4 separate regions of the Mus musculus genome follow, and all the other regions are linked to region 1. A link is a contact called in public promoter capture Hi-C data. All regions are on one chromosome and are shown on one strand. The core of a region is the stretch at or near the end of the contact, and the rest is flanking DNA. Distances in the headings are between cores, read along the strand shown. Region 1 holds the start of Chd6 (chromodomain helicase DNA binding protein 6). Region 2 holds the start of Ift52 (intraflagellar transport 52). Region 3 has its middle 65 kb from the start of Srsf6. Region 4 holds the start of Ptprtos (protein tyrosine phosphatase, receptor type T, opposite strand).

The links. Promoter capture Hi-C pulls out the DNA fragments that hold promoters and counts their contacts.
Region 2: a contact with region 1 is called in a promoter capture Hi-C map of pre-B cells. The contact joins the promoter of Ift52 here to the promoter of Chd6 in region 1. A contact is called at or near these places in 5 of 39 promoter capture datasets (the 3T3-L1 cell line, the C10 cell line, cranial neural crest and 2 more), 5 of 115 datasets of contacts at active chromatin or transcription factors (astrocytes, embryonic stem cells, forebrain and 2 more) and 1 of 9 other capture datasets (adipose tissue).
Region 3: a contact with region 1 is called in a promoter capture Hi-C map of second pharyngeal arch cranial neural crest, with 5 times the contacts expected there. The contact joins the enhancer-like site here to the promoter of Chd6 in region 1. A contact is called at or near these places in 5 of 39 promoter capture datasets (the C10 cell line, embryonic stem cells, hippocampal neurons and 2 more) and 4 of 115 datasets of contacts at active chromatin or transcription factors (astrocytes, embryonic stem cells, large pre-B cells and 1 more).
Region 4: a contact with region 1 is called in a promoter capture Hi-C map of stem cell-derived epiblast-like cells, with 4 times the contacts expected there. The contact joins the promoter of Ptprtos here to the promoter of Chd6 in region 1. A contact is called at or near these places in 2 of 39 promoter capture datasets (embryonic stem cells and stem cell-derived epiblast-like cells) and 1 of 115 datasets of contacts at active chromatin or transcription factors (embryonic stem cells).

What each region holds. Positions count from the first base shown.
Region 1 is chr2:161,106,679-161,111,209 of GRCm38.p6, forward strand. It overlaps Chd6 (chromodomain helicase DNA binding protein 6), which reads right to left and starts at 2,408. Exons shown (of 37, transcript NM_173368.3): 1 at 2,311-2,408.
Region 2 is chr2:163,015,393-163,019,923 of GRCm38.p6, forward strand. Ift52 (intraflagellar transport 52) reads left to right here and starts at 1,961. Exons shown (of 13, transcript NM_172150.5): 1 at 1,961-2,141.
Region 3 is chr2:162,864,654-162,869,184 of GRCm38.p6, forward strand. No RefSeq gene overlaps it. Among named protein-coding and RNA genes, the nearest start is that of Srsf6, 65 kb to the right of the region's middle. Within about 2 kb of position 2,573, at least 8 of the 459 cell types and tissues checked have an H3K27ac peak or open chromatin away from gene starts, as enhancers often do. A contact at or near this core is called in second pharyngeal arch cranial neural crest, where this site is marked.
Region 4 is chr2:162,388,509-162,393,039 of GRCm38.p6, forward strand. It overlaps Ptprtos (protein tyrosine phosphatase, receptor type T, opposite strand), which reads left to right and starts at 2,305. Exons shown (of 3, transcript NR_040617.1): 1 at 2,305-2,330; 2 at 2,791-2,891. The region is part of intron 1 of Ptprt (protein tyrosine phosphatase, receptor type, T); the gene reads right to left.

The DNA of each region.
Region 1 (4,531 bases), core at 1,158-3,657:
CTATTACACCACTATAAAAATAATTATAAAGATACTTGAAAGTTGTGGTAGAAAGGGGGGAAAAGAAAAGAAAACAAAAAATAAAGATCGTGACTCCAGAGAAACTGCAACATCGGAGACCACAAAACCAATGTCATTTCACCAAGACAGACTACATACACACACAAAAAAAAAACCACTTCAAACTACTTACTATAAGCAGAGATTCCCAAACAACAGAGTGAGGGTAGGGATATGTACAGGTTAGCTTTTTGTGTGTGCTTGGGTAAGTGCGCCTGTGCACATGGAGGCCAAATGTCAAATGTTTCTTCCTCAATCTTACTACCACATTTTTTGAGACAAGGTCTCTCACTCTAGAGTTTGCCAATTCAGCTAGGTTGGCTGGCTGGCCCACAAGCCCCAGAGATGACAGGAGTTAGCCATAATGCCTGATTTTTTAATGTGGATGCTAGAGATACAAACTTGAGTCTTAATGCTAACATGGCAAACACTTTACCACACAGGCCATCTTCCTAGTCTTTGGGTTAGTTTAAATACAAAACATTAATAATCCATCTATGAAATCTTGGGACAGAAGGAACTCCAAATTAAGTCACACCGCTTCACATTTTCCCAGGCCCTTGGTTAAAGGGATGGATACACCCCTTATGTGAAACCACCTGCTCTGGTTGGCATAAACCAGGCTACATGACAACTCATGCCTAATCATTTTATCATACACACATCTCAAATCCTTCTGTTGCCAGAGAACCACAAAGTTCACAAAAAACTCTCTCAGAGGCTGCCAACCTGATCTTCCAACTTGGCTTCCAACTAAACTACTGTGCTACCCACAGTGAATGAGACAGACCCGCTCACTCCCTTACAATAAGTCAAGCACTCAGAGCTCTGAAAGAAAGCATGGTGTCTGTCCAGACTTTTCCAAAAGCACCATAAGCAGATCCCCATGGAGTATGCCAATATGAGGGCCTACTGGCATGGTATTCTTATATACCATTTGGGAAATAATCAAATCCTAGGCAAAATATTTCAGACACTCTTGAAAACTGTCAATATTTAAAATATCTATTTTCTCTGTTCATGGATCTGTTACAGCAGAAATGAACAGTTTCTTGAGGGGTGGCAAAAAAGGCACAAACAAGCCCCGGAGAAAGATGCTCAGAGATGCCAGAGACTCTCTAGAAACCTTGGCCAGATTACTAATGGTCTATAAAGCCTAATTTGGAGAACACGGGCCTACGAGCTCAAAATTGAATTATACTGCCTTATTAGATCCCACACTCGTGAAACCACAGTCATATTAGTCATAACTGAAACTAGGAATACTCTATGTACACAAATATAAAGTGCATGCTTATGCATTTTTAATTGGATCAAATAAAACTGAAGCTGCAAACAAACTCACATTTCAATTATCTCACTAGTGCGGGGATTTCCTAATAACCTCGTTTTAAAACCCAAGGAGCTGCCAACCCCTCTCCACATCTGACAGGCATGGTCCCTGGAAATTTTAGGAAGGACATTCCTCCGTTACTTCTCAACAGAGAAGAGAAATAAATACCCTGAAGGAAACAGATTTTTTTCTTTTTTTTTTTTTCATATTCCCTCTCTCTAATTTCTTTGCAAGCTCTAACATGCAATCTAATAACGCACCAAACTTGGCAGCGGGGTAGCTTGGTGGCTTGGAGTCTTGAGGGCTCAAATTTTCGGGGGCGAGTGCGCGTTAGTGCGTGAGGAGCCGGCCGGAGGGGCGCGCGACCCGGGGACGCGCCGGGGCCCCCGCCCCCTCCCGGAGCAGCAGCCTGGCACCGGCCCACCCTCCTCCACCCCTGCAAACAGACGCAGGACGCGGAGCGGAGCAACTTCTCCGCGGGGGCGGTAGCGGCTGGCGGGCGCGGGGGTGGCCCTCACGCGCCGTGGGCCGCCGGGGTCCCCTGGGAAGCCTTGGCAGGCCCCGCCCCGCCGCAAAGGCCCGCGCTTGGGGTCTGAAGCAGGACCCCAAGCCTGGGCGCGTGGCCCCGCAGTGGCGCTCTCCCAAGGACGGAGGGCGGGCGGCCAGAGCGCGCGGCAGCCGGGAGGGGCGGACGCCAAACCCCTCGCCTCAGGCCTCGGGGCCCTCGGCCTGGCCGAACGCCCGCGGCCGCGCTCGGACCCCTGCCCGGCCGGGCCTCGCGCCGCCGCGGCCCCTCAGCCCCGCTCCATTCATAGGGCAGCCCCATCCCGGCCAGCGGGGCGGAGACAGGGTCCCCGCGGGCAAGCCCAGCTTGTCGGGGCCAGGCAGGAAAATAAAAAGTTAAGAGAAGAACTTACCTAAAATGGCTCCTGCAGCAGCCAAAATACAAACAGCTATTATTTGGTGAAGTTTAGCTCAGACACCCTGCAAGGACACCCTAACCCAGCTTGGGCCCGCCTTCCCTGCCGCGCTATTGGGTTTCGCCTGCCCAAAACACAGGTTCATTGGTCGTGTGGGCTGCCGATCAGACAGAAGCCCGTTTCAAGCTTGCTTGCAGGAGCGAGTGATGGGCTTGCTCCATTGTGCTCGTATTTGCATGGATGTGATCGCAGCGGTGATTGGTCGATGTCGGAGCCGCTCCGCCTCCCAGCCTAGATCTCCCCGCCTTGCAGACAGCGCAGCTCCCGGCCCGCCCCCCCGGAATGAAGCGGCCGGGCCGCGGGGGCGGGGCGGGGCTGGGGTCCCGCAGGCGGAGGGGGCGGGGCGGGGTGCTGCGCTCTGTTTTGCAAGCAGGGGGCGAGGACCTGGGCGCTGGCCCGCGGCTGGGGCTCAACCTGCAGGTGGAGGTCTCGCAGGTAGTGGGCAAGCAAGCTGGAAAACCCGGGATTGGCTCTCCGGAGGTGGGAGAAGATGTACTGGGGTCCCACGACGTGAGCGCCCCGCCGGCGCCCAGATCCTGCAACGCGCACTCGAGGAGAGGTGAAGGTCCCAACGGACAGGAAAAAGAAGATGCTGAGAGGCCGAGGGAAGCGAGGAGCCGGGTCGTCAGTCTCCAGCTGCTTATACTGCAGATCCGCCTGGCTCCCTAGCATACTAGGAACGTCTTCCCAGGGCCCTGCACACCCCGGGAGTTTTCCAGCCCTGAGGATCCTGCAGCGCATTGGATATGCTTCAGTAACATCAGGAGTGGAACCATGGTGTGTTTATTTTCGGGCCTATCTCCACTACCATCCTTGTAGCATCCTCAAGGACAGGGCCTAGCATATGACAGAGATTCAACCAATTGTTGTCTTCCGTAATTCGTTTTTTAGCAGCTAATTTTTAAGTGCCCACTAAATACCTGACATTGATCTGAGACGGAGGATGTAGCGGTCAATAGGACAAAGCCCTTGCACTCACCGAACAGGCAAAGGAAAAGCAATAAATAAAATAAATAAATGAACACAGAGGCAGGTAGTGATAAATGCCATAAAGAAAACAGATGGCGGGAGGAAGGACATCAGACCAGAGATGGGGGAGGAACAATTAGGGCAAGGAGGAATTTAGAGCCTATCCTGCCTAGCTAAATATTCCTCATAGCATCCTCCCTACTCTGGGACCTGGTGATCACTTTTCCTCTTCACTCCTGCCTGTCCCATCTGGAGTGTTTCCCCAGTGAATACTTAAATAAAAGAAGAAGAAAAAAAAGTCCAAAACTGGCTGGACTCTGACTTTAAAAGCTCACTTTATCTTAATTAAAGCAGGAATGATCTGAGTCTGATGACTCCAAGAGCAGTTTGTCAGAATTGTTTAGGATGAGGGTGGTATGAGTGTGTCAAGGGTAATCACAATGTTAACAGAGCCTTCCTGTACTCCCTAAGAGAATATGTTTAGCTTCTTAGAAGTCCTGGTTGTCTTATGTCTTTCAGCCAATGGCCCTAATTCTCTTCTGGGTCCTGCTTCTTGTACTAGCTAGTTTTATGCCAACTTGACACAAACTAGAGTCATCAGAGGAGGGAGCCTTGATCAGACTATAGGTAAGCCAGTAGGGCATATTTTTAAATGATTCATGGGGGAGGGCCCAGCCCATTGTGGGCAGTGCCACTCCTAGGCTGGTGGTCCTGGGATCTATAAGAAAACAAGCTGACCAAGTCATAAGGAGCAAGCTAGTAAGCAGCACCCGTCCATGGCCTCTCTATCAGCCCCTGCCTTCTGATTCCTACCCCTTGTGAGTTCCTGCCCTCTCTGCTTTTGGTGAGAAGTGTTACATGGGGCTGTGAGAAACAAAACCCTTTCCTCCTCAAGTTGCTTTTGATCATGGTGTTTCATCACAGTAACAGTAATCCTAGCTAAGGCACTTCTTCATTTCTTGGACTACCCCAGTAATTTGTCTAGTTTGAAAGTGCACATCACATAGCTGTCTCACCTGCCACCTTTTTCCATTTGTTTCAAGGATGGCCACAATGTGTCACAGCCCAAACTTTCTCCTCTTTCCATCTTTCCTTAGCTATTAAGTATCAGCTATGTCTGTAGGTATTGTTTTTATAGATACAAAGATAGAGTATTAAGGCAGACAGCATCCTGGTTCAAAGGGAGGCT
Region 2 (4,531 bases), core at 711-3,210, 1.9 Mb after region 1:
CACTGTTCTATTGGAGATCAAAGCTCAGTCAAGAATTACTATTAAGCTTTGATACGGAAAGAAACTGGTTCTTATCTTTCCTAGTGTGGGTTAACTGCTAGAGGTGAGACACAAGGAGAGGACAAATCTTCCCTCTTACAGGAGGGTGACTGTCCGAAACCTGAACATGCTGCCAGAAGTCCACAATCAGCTGTTCTAAGATTGTAAAGTCACAGAATGCTTCACCAAGATAGAAAATGAACAAGTATACTATGAAACTGACATATATATATATATATATATATATACATATATATATATATATATATATGAATATCCCATTTCAAAATTTGTATTGATGGGGGCTGAAGAGATGGCTCAGAGGTTAAGAGCACTGGCTGCTCTTCCAGAGATCCTGCGTTCAATTCCCAGTAACCACATGGTAGGTCATAACAATATATAATGAGGTCTGGTACCCTCTTCTGGTGTGCAGTCATACATGTAGGCAGAACACTGTATACATAGTGTTCTAAAATATATCCTTTTGAAATTCGTATTTGGCCAGGCGATGGTGGCGCACACCTCCCAGCACTTGGGAGGCAGAGGTAGGCAGATTTCTGAGTCTGAGGCCAGCGTGGTCTACAAAGTGAGTTCCAGGACAGCCAGGGCTACACAGAGAAACCCTGTCTTGAAAAAAAACAAACAGAGCAAGAGAGAGAGAGAGAGAGAGAGAGAGAGAGAGAGAGAGAGAGAGAGATTGAGATTCATATTTGTATGTGTGTGTGTGCGCGCGCGCATAAACATGCCACAGAATACTTGTAGAGGTCAAGAGGACAATTTACAGAAATCGGTTCTCTACTTCGATTATGTGGGACTCGGGGATTTAACTCAGGATGTCAGGCTCAGCCTTTTTACCTGCTGAGCCATCTCAATTCAATCCATAATCCTCATAATAAACCTTTAGAATCTATCCTCAATTTACACGTAGAAAATGCTCCAATTAAGCAGCATGTTCAAGTTCACCAGATACAAGTCATTTCTCAGACACCGGACTTCGGAGCAGCTGACTCTAAAACCCTCAAGCTCCTTCTGCAACTTGGTACAGTGAGAGAACTGCTCCAGGAGCTGCTCCCGGTCTGGTGTCCTGGCACTTCTAGTACACTTACAGTACCGAATGATCCCGTGACTTGCCCAAGTCCAGATCCTGATCATTTGCATCCTTAATTGCACACTTGATCATTTGCATCCTTAATTGCACACTCTATTCAATTCTGCAGCACTCCACTAGAAAAGTTTCCTGGCTGAGACTTAACTCAATGGTACAGCTCACGATGTGGAAGGCTCTGGATTTGATCTTCAGTGGGAGAGAAGAGATCGTTCTCTTTCACACTCTTTCCCACTTTCTAAAATCGTCATAACCACAGTCGTGAAAAGTGCCTTAAAACTTGTGTATTTTAATATCCTTAACGCATACTGCTCTGTATTAAGACATAGATGAAAATAAAAACTGCTGAGCTTCCTACATGTGCCTGCTCCAAGTTTTGAGGCTGCAGAGGCTTTGACTACAAAGCCACAGACAGCCCTCTCTCAGTGAAGCCTCTGCGGAAGCAAGCGTGTTTCCCGTTTCCATGGCAACCGTTGGCCCAAGCCAGTACCTCTTCCCGAAACGCTTCCCCAGCTCCACAATAGTACTACATCTCCGGCGCGTCACCACTCCCTACCCCAGCTTCTACTTCTAAATTTTGGTAAGACCTGGCATTTTAGGTCTCCTGATCGCTACCCGGCAAGAGCCTGCCCGGAACCTGCGTCCAGGCCAGGCCGGGGCGTGGCTTGCCGCAGCAGTCCCCGCCCATAGGCAGGCCGGAATTCCCGGCCTGGGGACCTACCATCTTATTGGTCTTTAATAGCAGTTGCTAGCAAATGAACAATATAGGTTCCCTATTAAAAAGTGACTCCTTCAGTTTGGATACAGTCTTTACCGGGAAACGGGCCAGCCCAGCGCTAGCCCCGAACCCCTACCCAACAGCCCCCAGCGTCCGCAGCCACCAGACACAGCACGTCTGTCGCGCTGTCGTCATCACGCCACGACGGAAGTCACTCGGGGCCCGGAGCCACGCCTTCTCGGCGCGCGGCCTTGGATACCTGGCGGCCTCTGGCCTCAGGTAAGGAGAGGTCGGGTTGTGCGGGCCGCCAGGTCGTTGGTCTGGCTGGAGACGATGACGGCCTCGCCATGCCGCTCTGGAGACCCCTAGGCCAGCCTTGTGGGAATCCCGAGGTCGGCAGAGGTAAACTGAGGACGCGGAAGTGGGCTGGGAACTGGTCCTGGCGATGATGTAGAATTTCTAGCTCCTCGGACTGCGCGGATTTGTCGTAGTCCTGTAGAATATGAAAAAACCTAGGATGGGGAGCCATCAAATCAGACTCAGCTATCGTTGCAACCACGCTTGGTGTTTTTCGTCACTTTGGCAAAATTTAGTATACCATGTTAGATTATTGAAGAAAAAATAAGAGAATGGTTGGGCAGTGCTACCCAAATATTGTTTCAATATTCTTATTATTACCGATTTTTAAACCTTATCCTATTCTTAGGGAAACTCATTTCTAATTCTAATAGGACAGGACCCCAGATCTACTGCTCCTTCAGAAGGAGGTGGTGGGGTTAAACTACAGTAAACTGTTACCTCGAAGTGTATTCTTCCGTTAAGAGCAATTCAGTACTCAGAGAAGGGTATTCACTTTTCCCAGAAATCTGCTCCCACCCCAAATACGTCTCAAAAGCAGAAAAATATAAATCTCAGTACTGTGATGTTTGGGTTCTTTGTGGCACCGTGTAGTAATAGGTCAATATCACTAACATGATCGTTGTGACGTTCTAATCAGGAAACTGGAGAAGGCAGAGTACAGCATTGTAGGTACACAAAATGAAAACAAGCATGTTCAAGTACAGCTCTGTTAGCCGGCTGTGATGGCACACACCTTTAACCCCAGCTTGGTCTACAGAGAGAGTGACAGTGCTACACAGGAGGAACACTGTCTCGAAAAACCATAAATAAATAAACAAAGAAAGAAAGAAAACCGGCTGGTGAGATGGCTCAGTGGGTAAGAGCACCTGACTGCTCTTCCGAAGGTCCAGAGTTCAAATCCCAGCAACCACATGGTGGCTCACAACCATCCGTAACAAGATCTGACTCCCTCTTCTGGTGTGTCTGAAGACAGCTACAGTGTATTTACATATAATAAATAAATAAATCTTTAAAAAAAAAAAAGAAAGAAAACAAGCAAAAAAATAGCCGTGTCATGTGAAGTCAACATGACAAAATGTTTTCAATTTCATTGAAGGGGTTAAGGCTGCAGCTTAGTTAATAGACTGCCTGCATGAGACCCTGGGTGTCTGCCTGGTCCTCAGAACAGGGAAAAAAAAAAAAAAGTCATTTGAGAGGCAGCGGCATGGCGGCAATGTGCCTGTAATCCCAGCACCCAGGAAACTAAGGCAAGACATTAAAGAGTTCAAGGCCGTCCTCCACTGCACAGTGCATTAGAGGCGAACCTAGATTATAGGAGATTGTCTCAGAAGAAACAGTATATTGAAGGTCTCTCCTATCAGCTCTTAAAACATGGATTGGAATTGTGCAGTCGCCTAGTAATTTAGGTAAAAAACAATGGTACCCAATATGAGCATCAGAGTAGTTTCAAATGGACCAAAAATAGTTTATATATATATATATATTTCTTTTTTATTTACATTTGTTTGTTGTGTGTATGTGGTACTGAGTGCTCATGGAAGAGAAAGGACGTCATCCTATGGGTGTTTCAGGCTTGGGGGCAAAGTGTCTGCAACTACTGAGCCATCTCTTCAATCTACAAGTGGACGTAAATTTCAGTGTTAAAAAATTATATCATAGGGCTGAAGAAATGGCTCAGTAGTTATAAAAACACTGGCTGTTCTTCCAGAGGACCCAGCTTCAAATCCCAGTACCCAGTACACATGGCAGTTTACAACTTCTGTAACTGCAGGGATTGGACACCTTTATACACATAGACATACACTTTGGCAAAACACCAATGCACATAAAAAGAAAATACATAGCACGTTTGCCTGCACAAGACCTACAACAGATTGGGCCTGTCAACATTGTCTCGTGGAGGGGACAGGTCAGGAGGCCTTGCCCCTCCCTGAGACTCTGTGGGCACTTAAAAGTTGCTGGGACAGGGGAGACATTTTCTTCAATGGTAAGGCATCACCACACATTTCTCACATTCCCACAAGCAATCCAAACTATGGTTATTTAAAAAAAAAAAAAAAAAAAAAAAAAAAAAGACATGAAAGTAGAGGGAAACCTGTCTGGGAAGAAGGGAGTCAGTGAGCGGGCACAGGAGCTCATAGGGAGAGGGTGGTGCAAGTACCTTATGTGCATTCTCGGAATTATCACATTAATATATGCTAATACATTTGTTTGTTTGTTTGTTTGTTTGTTTCGAGACAGGGTTTCTCTGTGTATCTCTGGCTGTCCTGGAACTCACTCTGTAGACCTGGTTAGCCTCTAACTCAGAA
Region 3 (4,531 bases), core at 1,323-3,822, 1.8 Mb after region 1:
TCCTGAGATGCATCCCCCTTCTGGCTCAGCTGTCTGCCCTTTCCACTGCTCAGGTCACAGAGTGAAACAGAAGGAAGGACAGGTCTGAGCCACACAGGCTGGCTCCAAAGCTCAAGCTTGAACACTCCCCACTGGCCATCAGCCAGTCTGCCTCCTTCCTGGCACTTCCCCAGGCTGTGATCACATGATAGATGTTACTCTTCCCCTGGTAGCAACTTCCCTGCCTCTCCTGCTGGTTTATGTACTCCTAAAGGTGGGAGCTTCACTGCCTCCTTCACCATTGAAACCTCTACACTACAGGTACGACCAGCATAGAAAATGCATGTCCAGTGGAGGGGTGCAAAAAGTAGGAGAGGGATGATTGGAGGACAGAAGGGAGGGAAGAGAAAAATTTTCCAGAGGAAGGGCTGGAGAGATGGGTCAGTAAAGTGCTTGCCTTGCAAGCATTAGAACTTGAATCTGATCCCTAAAATCCACCTTTTAAAAAAGCTAGACCTGGTGCCCCCCCCCCCTTGTCATCTCAGCACAGGGGAAGCAGAGACAGGTAAATCCCTGGGGCTCACACACTAGTCAGTCCAGTGCACTTGCCAATCGAGACACCTAGCACAATGGGTGGGATCCTCTAGGCCAGGGAGAAGATAGGCAGATAAGAAGATAAGAAACAAGATAGGCATTTCCCACATGCATGCACTTATACCTGCATCTGCACACAAACAATGTACCTGCACACACATGGACCTACACACATGTTCACCTGCACACACATGCGCCAGCACACATGTGCATACACATGTACCTGCACATGCACCTGCACATATGTGTACCCATGTGAGCCTGCACACACACATGCACCTACACACACATACATGCACCTGCACACGTGTGTACACATGTGATCATGCACACACATGCACAGATGTGTACACATGTGAACCTGCACGCACACACATGCATACACATACATGCACCCACACACACATGTATCTTCACACACATGCACCTGCACACACTGGAACTGAGAGGGGGCAAAGACAGAGGAAGTAAGGAAAGAGTAAAAAAAAGATTGGGGTAAGAAAGGAGAAAAAGATTGATCAAATGAACAAGAGATGCCCAACATAGCATGTGTCATGCAATAAAGGCAGCCAGTGAAAGTGATAATGTGTCACTATATCCACTGACATGAAAATGTGCCTAATAAAATTGATTGTCTATTTATAAGTTCATCTGTGTATTTATACCCAAAACGATGCTCACCAAATGAGCAGAGTCTTTATCCTGGAACTCACTCTGTAGACCAGGCTGGCCTCAAACTCAGAAATCTGCCTTCCTCTGCCTCCCAAGTGCTGGGATTAAAGGTGTGTGCCACCACTGCCCAGCTTCAAGCTCTTTTAAGATGAGAAAAATTCTCTTGATAAAACATCAAGTGAGGGCTCAGCAGAACGGGTAAAGCGCTTCCTGTGCAAGCAGATCCCTATGACCCTGTCAAAAGCCAAGCACAGTGGAGCATGCTGGTAACCTTAGCTAAGAGGAGGGAGAGAGGCAGGAGGGCCCCAGAGGCTCACTAGCCAGCCAGTCTAGCCAGTTAGTGTGCTCTGGATTCAAAAACTAAGATGAAAGGGCAATAGAGAAAGACACCAACACTGTGCCTGTAAGAGTGTACATGCACACCACAAAGAATCAAAAATAAAGTTTTTTATTTTCATTTGAAAAGTCCAGGGCTGGCTAGATGGCTCAGCGGGTAAGAGCACTGACTGCTCTTCCAAATGTCCTGAGTTCAAATCCCAGCAACCACATGGTGGCTAACAACTACCTGGAATGAGATCTGGTGCCCTCTTCTGGTGTGTCAGAAGAAAGCTACAGTGTACTTAGGTATAATAATAAATAAATCTTTTGGTCAGAGCGAGCAGGGACTGAGCGAGCAGAGTTAACCGGAGTGAGCAGAGGTCCTAAAAATTCAATTCCCAACATCCACATAAAGGCTCACAACCATCTGCACAGCTACAGTGTACTCACAAACGTAAAATAAAATAAATAAATATTTTTTTAATCCTAAGATTGGAGGGACACCTACTGTGCATCAATAGCCACAGTTCTGAGGCTCAAAGATCATAAGCTCACCTGACTGTGCCTCCTCCTAAGTCCTTGTCCCCCTCCCCCAAACCCATTAGCTCTGGGCAGTACAGTGGAAAAGCCAGAAGACTCACAGGGCTGTCCACTCTTGACACAAGGCTGAGCGGACTGGAACCAGAAATTCTTATTTTATTAATTGAGGGGAAATGAATGGAAGTAAATTGGATCGTGCCTCGTGGCTCCTGTACTTAAAAGCATCCTTTCTGATGTAAACAAGGTTTTTTTGTGCTAAGAAAAAAGAGCTCAGGGAATGATTTTTAAACAGCTAAATGAAAAGCTTGAGGGTTTTTTTTTTTTTTTTCTAATTTATTTGAAGAGAAAAGCCAAAAGCTGCCCCAGTGCCTGGCCCGTTTCCAGGCTAACGCTGTCCTCCATCCTCCTCGGATGAGCTCTCAATGCTCTATCCAAACTTGCTCGGCAGATGCATCAGGCTTTAGAACAAACTAAAGGATGCGTCTTCGTCTTTTTTTATTCAGCTTCTGAAAGTGAAGGGGGAGTCAGTGAACTCACACGTGTTCCAGAGCTAACTTCCTTAGACCCTGGCAGAAGGTACATCCTTAAGTGTGCAGATGTGCGCAGGCTTTTAAAGGAGGCCTTTCTGGATGGGGGGGGGGGGGGGGGGGGGGGCGGGGAGACCTTCCCCGTAATTTTTTGCTCAATTTGTTTTAAGTTGGTAATGAAATCTGTGATTCTGCGTTCTCTTTCTTGGGGGGAAAATGGAATTTTGATCCCTTTTAAAACTCTGAACGCGCCGGGATAATGGAGAAATCAGACTCAATAGAGCATTTCTTATCCATTTCGGAGCGCTCTGTAAACATGATGATGCGACGCTTTAGGAGCCTTTGAGACGTCTTTTGCTGTAAACACCACGGCAGCTCAGGTGGGTTCCTGGCTAATGGCTGACATTTTTGGTCAACACATCGCCTGTCTGCTCTTTTGAAATAAAGTTAGGAAGTTGATACCAACTTCATACAAAGAGCACCGGACTCCATCTGCCCTGGGAGAGAGCCTGCACACTAATCCTTCCTTCTCTCCCGGAGGAGGGAGGGAGCCCGGAGAGTGGGAGGAGGAGTTCCTTTATAGAGGCCTCACAGGTGCCAAAGGCAGCTACACGCAAAAGGGGGTTTGAATAAGTCTCTCCCTCCCTGTGATCCAGGAGTCAGAGATGGGAACAGAACACCTCTGCTCAGCCACAAAATCAATACAAACAAAACCCCGCACACTCATGTTTTATTCAGCACCTTAATGTGTATACTTTGTAGACTCCGCATTCAGAAATGCAGAAAAAGCTGATAAAAAAAAAATAATAATGATCCTCAAACCATAGCACCCAGAGACAGAGCTTACCTCTTTCTAGAGAGCATACTTAAAAATCTCTCACTGCACCAAGATTTCAGCTGGCCACAGTGTTGTCTCCCAGGGGAAACTGGGCAATGTCTGGAGATACATATATATATTTAACTGGTCCACTGGGAGGGTGCTGCTGCAATTCGGTGGGTAGAGGCCAGGTATGGCATTAACTACAAAGCCCCCTCTATGCCCATTGCAAAGTTTCTTTTTTTTATTAGATATTTTCTTTATTTACATTTCAAATGTTATCCCCTTTCCTAGTTTCCCCTCCGAAAACCCCCTATTCCCACCCCCTCCCCCTGCTCCCCAACCCACTCACTCCTACTTCATGGCCCTGGCATTCCTCTATACTGGGGCATAAAACCTTCACAGGACCAAGGGCCTCTCCTCCCATTGATGACCAACTAAGCCATCCTCTGCTACATATGCAGCTAGAGCCATGAGTCCCACAATGTGTTTTCTTTGATTAGTGGTTTAGTCCCAGGGAGTTCTGGGGATACTGGTTAGTTCATATTGTTGTTCCTCCTATGGGGCTGCAAACCCCTTCAGTTCCCTGGGTGCTTTCTCTAGCTCCTTCATTGGGAACCCTGTGCTTCGTTCAATAGATGGCTGTGAGCATCCACTTCTGTATTTGTCATGCACTGGCAGAGCCTCTCAGGAGACAGCTTTATCAGGCTCCTGTCAGCAAGCTCTTGTTGGCATCCACAATAGTGTCTGAGTTTGGTGGTTGTTTAATGGGATGGATCCCTAGGTGGGGCAGTCTCTGGATGGTCATTTGCTCCGAACTTTGGTTCTGTAACTCCTTCCATGGGTATTTTGTTCCCCCTTCTAAGAAGGATCGAAGTATACACACTTTGGTCTTCCATCTTCATGAGTTTCAAGTGTTTTGCAAATTGTATCTTGGGTATTCTGAGCTTCCGAGCTAATATCCACTTATCAGTGAGTGCATATCATATGTGTTGGTTGGACATCAAAGATTCTTGATGTCCAAATTCAGTGTAGGGCCAAGGACAAGAAACTCTGCCACAGACATAAGCTATGCAGAGCCATG
Region 4 (4,531 bases), core at 1,055-3,554, 1.3 Mb after region 1:
TGAATGCTCTTCATAAGTTAACCAACCATTAATATTTCTTCATTCATAAATTATCAACTTATGCCCTTTGGTCATTTGTGATTGGGCTGTTTATTCTAATTTGTGTTATTATACAGTAAAAATATTAATCTATTTAACATATTCTCACTTACAAGTATTCCTCTGACTCTTTCTATTCTCTGAATTATTTTTGATATACATGAACTATAGAATATAAAAACAAAATCTAGAAATCACATTCCTACTTTTTTACATATTTCCCACATAGAATTTTTTTCTACATAGGATATCTATATAAGTATTTGGTGCCACAGAAAAAAATTAATACTTATGTGTATCATCTTTTGGTTCTCTTATTAAGCTATAGGTACATTTAAATATTCAATTCATCCAGGGAAAACTACAGAGGATGATGCACCTATTAATCTAACTGTATTTTATACTTAAAAATTATTTATTATTTTACATGAGTATGCATGAGTATAAGTGTGTGTACCACATGCATACAGGAACTCGAGGAGGCCAGAAAAGGGTACTAAATTCCCTGGAACTATAGTTACTGGCAGTTGTGAGCCACTGTGCTGAGAACTAGGTGCTGGGAACTAAACCCAGGTCCTCTGAAAGGACAGCAAGTACTCTTAACTGTTGAAGCATCTCTCCGGCTCCTGCGTTTTACTTTTAAAAGTGATATTTATGGGTCTGACTATGACACAGCTAGTGATGTTAGATAATTGCTGAGAAAGCAGATTGATCCGATTAAAGCCCTGTTCCACCTCTTATTGGTTTATCAGCTTTTGGCTAGCATGATAAACCTCCCTGCCTGAGTTTCAAAATAGTGTCTGACACACAGTGTCAGTGAAGTGTTAGAAGTCGTATCTGTGCCCCATGGCTGCTACAGAAAAGCACCACATGCCAAGTGGCTTAAGCAAAAGGTCTTGCCTAGCAGTTCTGAGGTCAAAAGTTGGAAATGAATGGGTGGTCAGTACTGGGTCCTTCTAGGGCTCTCAGCTCCAAGAGATTTGCTGCTGCTCTTGGTACTCCCTGGCTTACAGATATGCCTCCATGATCCCCAACTCTATCTTAGCAGGACATTCCTTCATGTATACACGTAGTATCTTTCCCCTCCCTGCACCTACCCTTTTCCTTCTCATGGGACACCTGTCATACTAGATTGGAGTGCATCTCAGTGACCTGACTTTTGGCAGAGTTAGTACCTCAACATGCATTCTTTTGGGAGATACAATTTAATATATAACATCCCTTACATCTTTTCATGTGAGTTATGGGGCTCTCAGACAATGCTAGCAGTGGCTTTAATCAAGGTGCCCCTGTACCGTTTATGGCAAATTGTAAAACAAGGTTTAGAGAATTATTTGTTGAGCATGGCAAGACCTCATCTCATGATCCCTAGGGATATTAGTCTACTGGCTGGCTTTTAAGTCACAGTAAGAACTGGATCTTATCGAGTGACTTTTTGAGGTTATTGGGTTATTCATATAGTAATTGTTCAAGTCCATTTTACCAATTCTATTGCAAGGAGGTATATTGTCCCTTTAACATACCACTAGCACAGACATGTGACTACTGTTCTTTTGCTCTATTTTCTTGCAGATGGCTGCATCCATCTTCATTCTTCAAAGGGTCCTAAACATTCTTGACAAATTTCACAACCAACACAAGACAACATTGTCGTTGTTTTCTTGGAAAGGGGAGTGATGGGTTCACCCTTGGCAGAGCCTTCATTCATAGTATCTGCTAGAAGTGTAAGCCACAGGATGGTGATTTTCTACTTCATAACCTGCTCATTTCAATTTTATTTCCTTCTACATTATATTCTGGTCATAGTGCCTCATTTCAAGAAAGCATGGATGACAGGTTACCTATGCAAAAACGCCCCTTTCTTAGAAGCCAGAGTCCATTAAGCACGCCAAGATAAGATTCTTGGTCTCCATGATTCTTGACTCCTTAGAACATGAGTTTTAAAGAACCAAACACATGTGCTTCTATACAATGGAAAAACACTTCCCAATAAAAATGACTGGACCATTGATACACACACAGTAACAAAAACAGTTAACAAATGCTTTCTGGTCACTAGAAGTGAAAGCCAATGTTGTGGATGGGTCCTGTGCTGTTTGTATGCTAATTCTGCTCTGCTGGGAGGGGTTGTAGACAAGGAGTGAGTCATATTCAGGTGACTTCTTGTGAACCAATCCCCTCATGAATAAAGGAGTCAATCACTTGGTGAGTAGGCAGGACTTCCAGGTTGGACAGAGGAAGAGAGGAAGCAGGAGAGAGCTAGGCCCTTTTGGAATGGGGACAGCAGAGGGGTAAGATGTAGCTGCTAGAGCTTCCTGGTATCATGGTAGATCTGCAATGATTCGCCATTGGAGGAATCAGATTTTAATAAGGCTTACAAGATTAGGATTTTAGTTGTTGTGCTCAGCGATTGAGTTACCATTGTTTCTGAACTAAGTTTGTGTTGCATTTTCCTTCATACGACGGCTCGTCTGAGTTCAAAAGAGAAAGGTACAGCAACAAAGTGTGGATTTGCCAGATGTGTGCCACAAAGGCTGTGGGAGATTTGAAGCATGGGTTTGGCATGGTAACAACCTACCAGAGGAAACTTAGTGAGCTGGGTAGAGAGATCTTGGAGTTCTGAGTCAGAGTCTCCACAAGATAAAAACAGGTTGGTCATTGCCCACCAGTGCATGGCCAGCCAGTCCGCTGGGGCAAATGCACAAGTTCAGGAATGTGTGCCTGTTCTCATTTTTAAATATTTCCCACAAGGCCAATGGATAACAAAACACCTGCCTTCCTGCATCTGATTCTCTGTGCCTGTGAAAATGACGGGAAGGCACCAACATATCCATGGTGAACAGGAGCTGAAGGTAAGGAGAGGTTTTCTTACCTACGCAATACCACGAGGCAATCTGCTCAATAATGGGGGGAAATCCTAATGACACACCTAAGGGGTAAATGGATTGTGTATGAGTGAATGATCAACCACAAGGTGATAATCACAGGTGCTTTTTAACCTCCTTAGTATAAATTTGAAACCTTAACATAAAGTTAAAAAAATTATAATAAAAAACACAGAGCCACCTAATTTGTGTGAGGCAGAAGCCTTGAAAACATGGCCCTAGGGCACCTTTTCCCTCTCTAATTATCTGAACCCCTAGCCCTCCCTAAATGGCCTACTTCACAAATATGCAATCCCATGACTTAATAAACTGAGAGATAACGGGGGGGAAAGAGATACAATTAAGGAAAAGAGGCAACCCAAACTTTGGCCATTGGAGTGAAATGGCTGTGCTAATATCTTTGTTAATGTCTCATGGTCAGAGGAAAGAGAAAACGGCTCCCAGAATTACCGCCTTTGCCATTTTAGGGCCTCTCTGGGAGGCCAGCTGTACTACACAATGTGCTTGGAAACCCGAGCTTCCATTACGAAGTCTGAGCTTATGGTTCAGCTTAGAGGCCCCTGCAGAAAGATCACTCAGTCTCTTGGAAAGAGTTCTCAAACCTGGCAGGGCTACAAGAAAGGGCTGGGGAGTCCCTGCCCTGACAGTAGTTGGCTTGGCTTGAAAGTCCTCTGTGAGCTGCATCCTAATGCACACAAAAGCTTTGTGTTGGTTTCCCAGCTTTGCCCTATGCCAGGGCAGGCTGTCCAGTGAAGCAACCTGCATCTATCTGCAGAGTGGACCAGACTCACCCATACACCCCGATCCAGAGAGCTCAGGGTATCGGAAGCAGCTGCCTTAATGGTATACCTCACAACATATCCATAGTCTTACTCTGGGAGACAGATGAATCGATGCTATTTGAAAAGGCATTACCAAAAGAAGGACTGAGAACTGTTAAATATCCAGCCAGTGAAACCACATTGTTTTCTGCCCTCCAATCAGTCCAGAATGAAAAAGAACTCCCTGGGGCTTGAGAACTTGAGTTGTGAGGCCTCTTTCACTGTTAACCACTTCATTATTACAGAAAGTACCTCCAGAAACCAAAAAGCAAGTGACAGGTTGCTAGCTAAGTCAGAACATAGGGTCGGGACACGCAGAAGAGGTTAACTCTTCTGTAGCTGCCTCCATTTTATAGACCAATGGTTCTCAACTTCCCTGAGACTGTGACCCTTTTTAATATAGTTCCTCATGTTGTGATGATGCCCAACCATAAAGTTATCTCATTGCTACTTCAGGCCGTAACTTTGCTACTATCATGAGTCATAATGTAAATATCTGATATGTAGGATATCAGATGTGTGACCCTCAAGGAGGTCTGGACCCAGAGGTTGAGAATACCTGTTATAAACAAAGGGCCTTCCACTGCTCCACCTAAGGGGAGCTGTCAATGAGGAGCAGAGGAACTGGTCCTTTAACTGCTGCTGCTACTGCCGCCACCGCCGCCACCCATTACCCTGGCTATACTCACTAGTGGTCACCGGGTCTCAGAGCATCCTGTCACTTCTACCATGTTTTGCCCACCTGAGCCTGGGCACCAGGGATCTCTCACCTGTTCTTGCCACCTT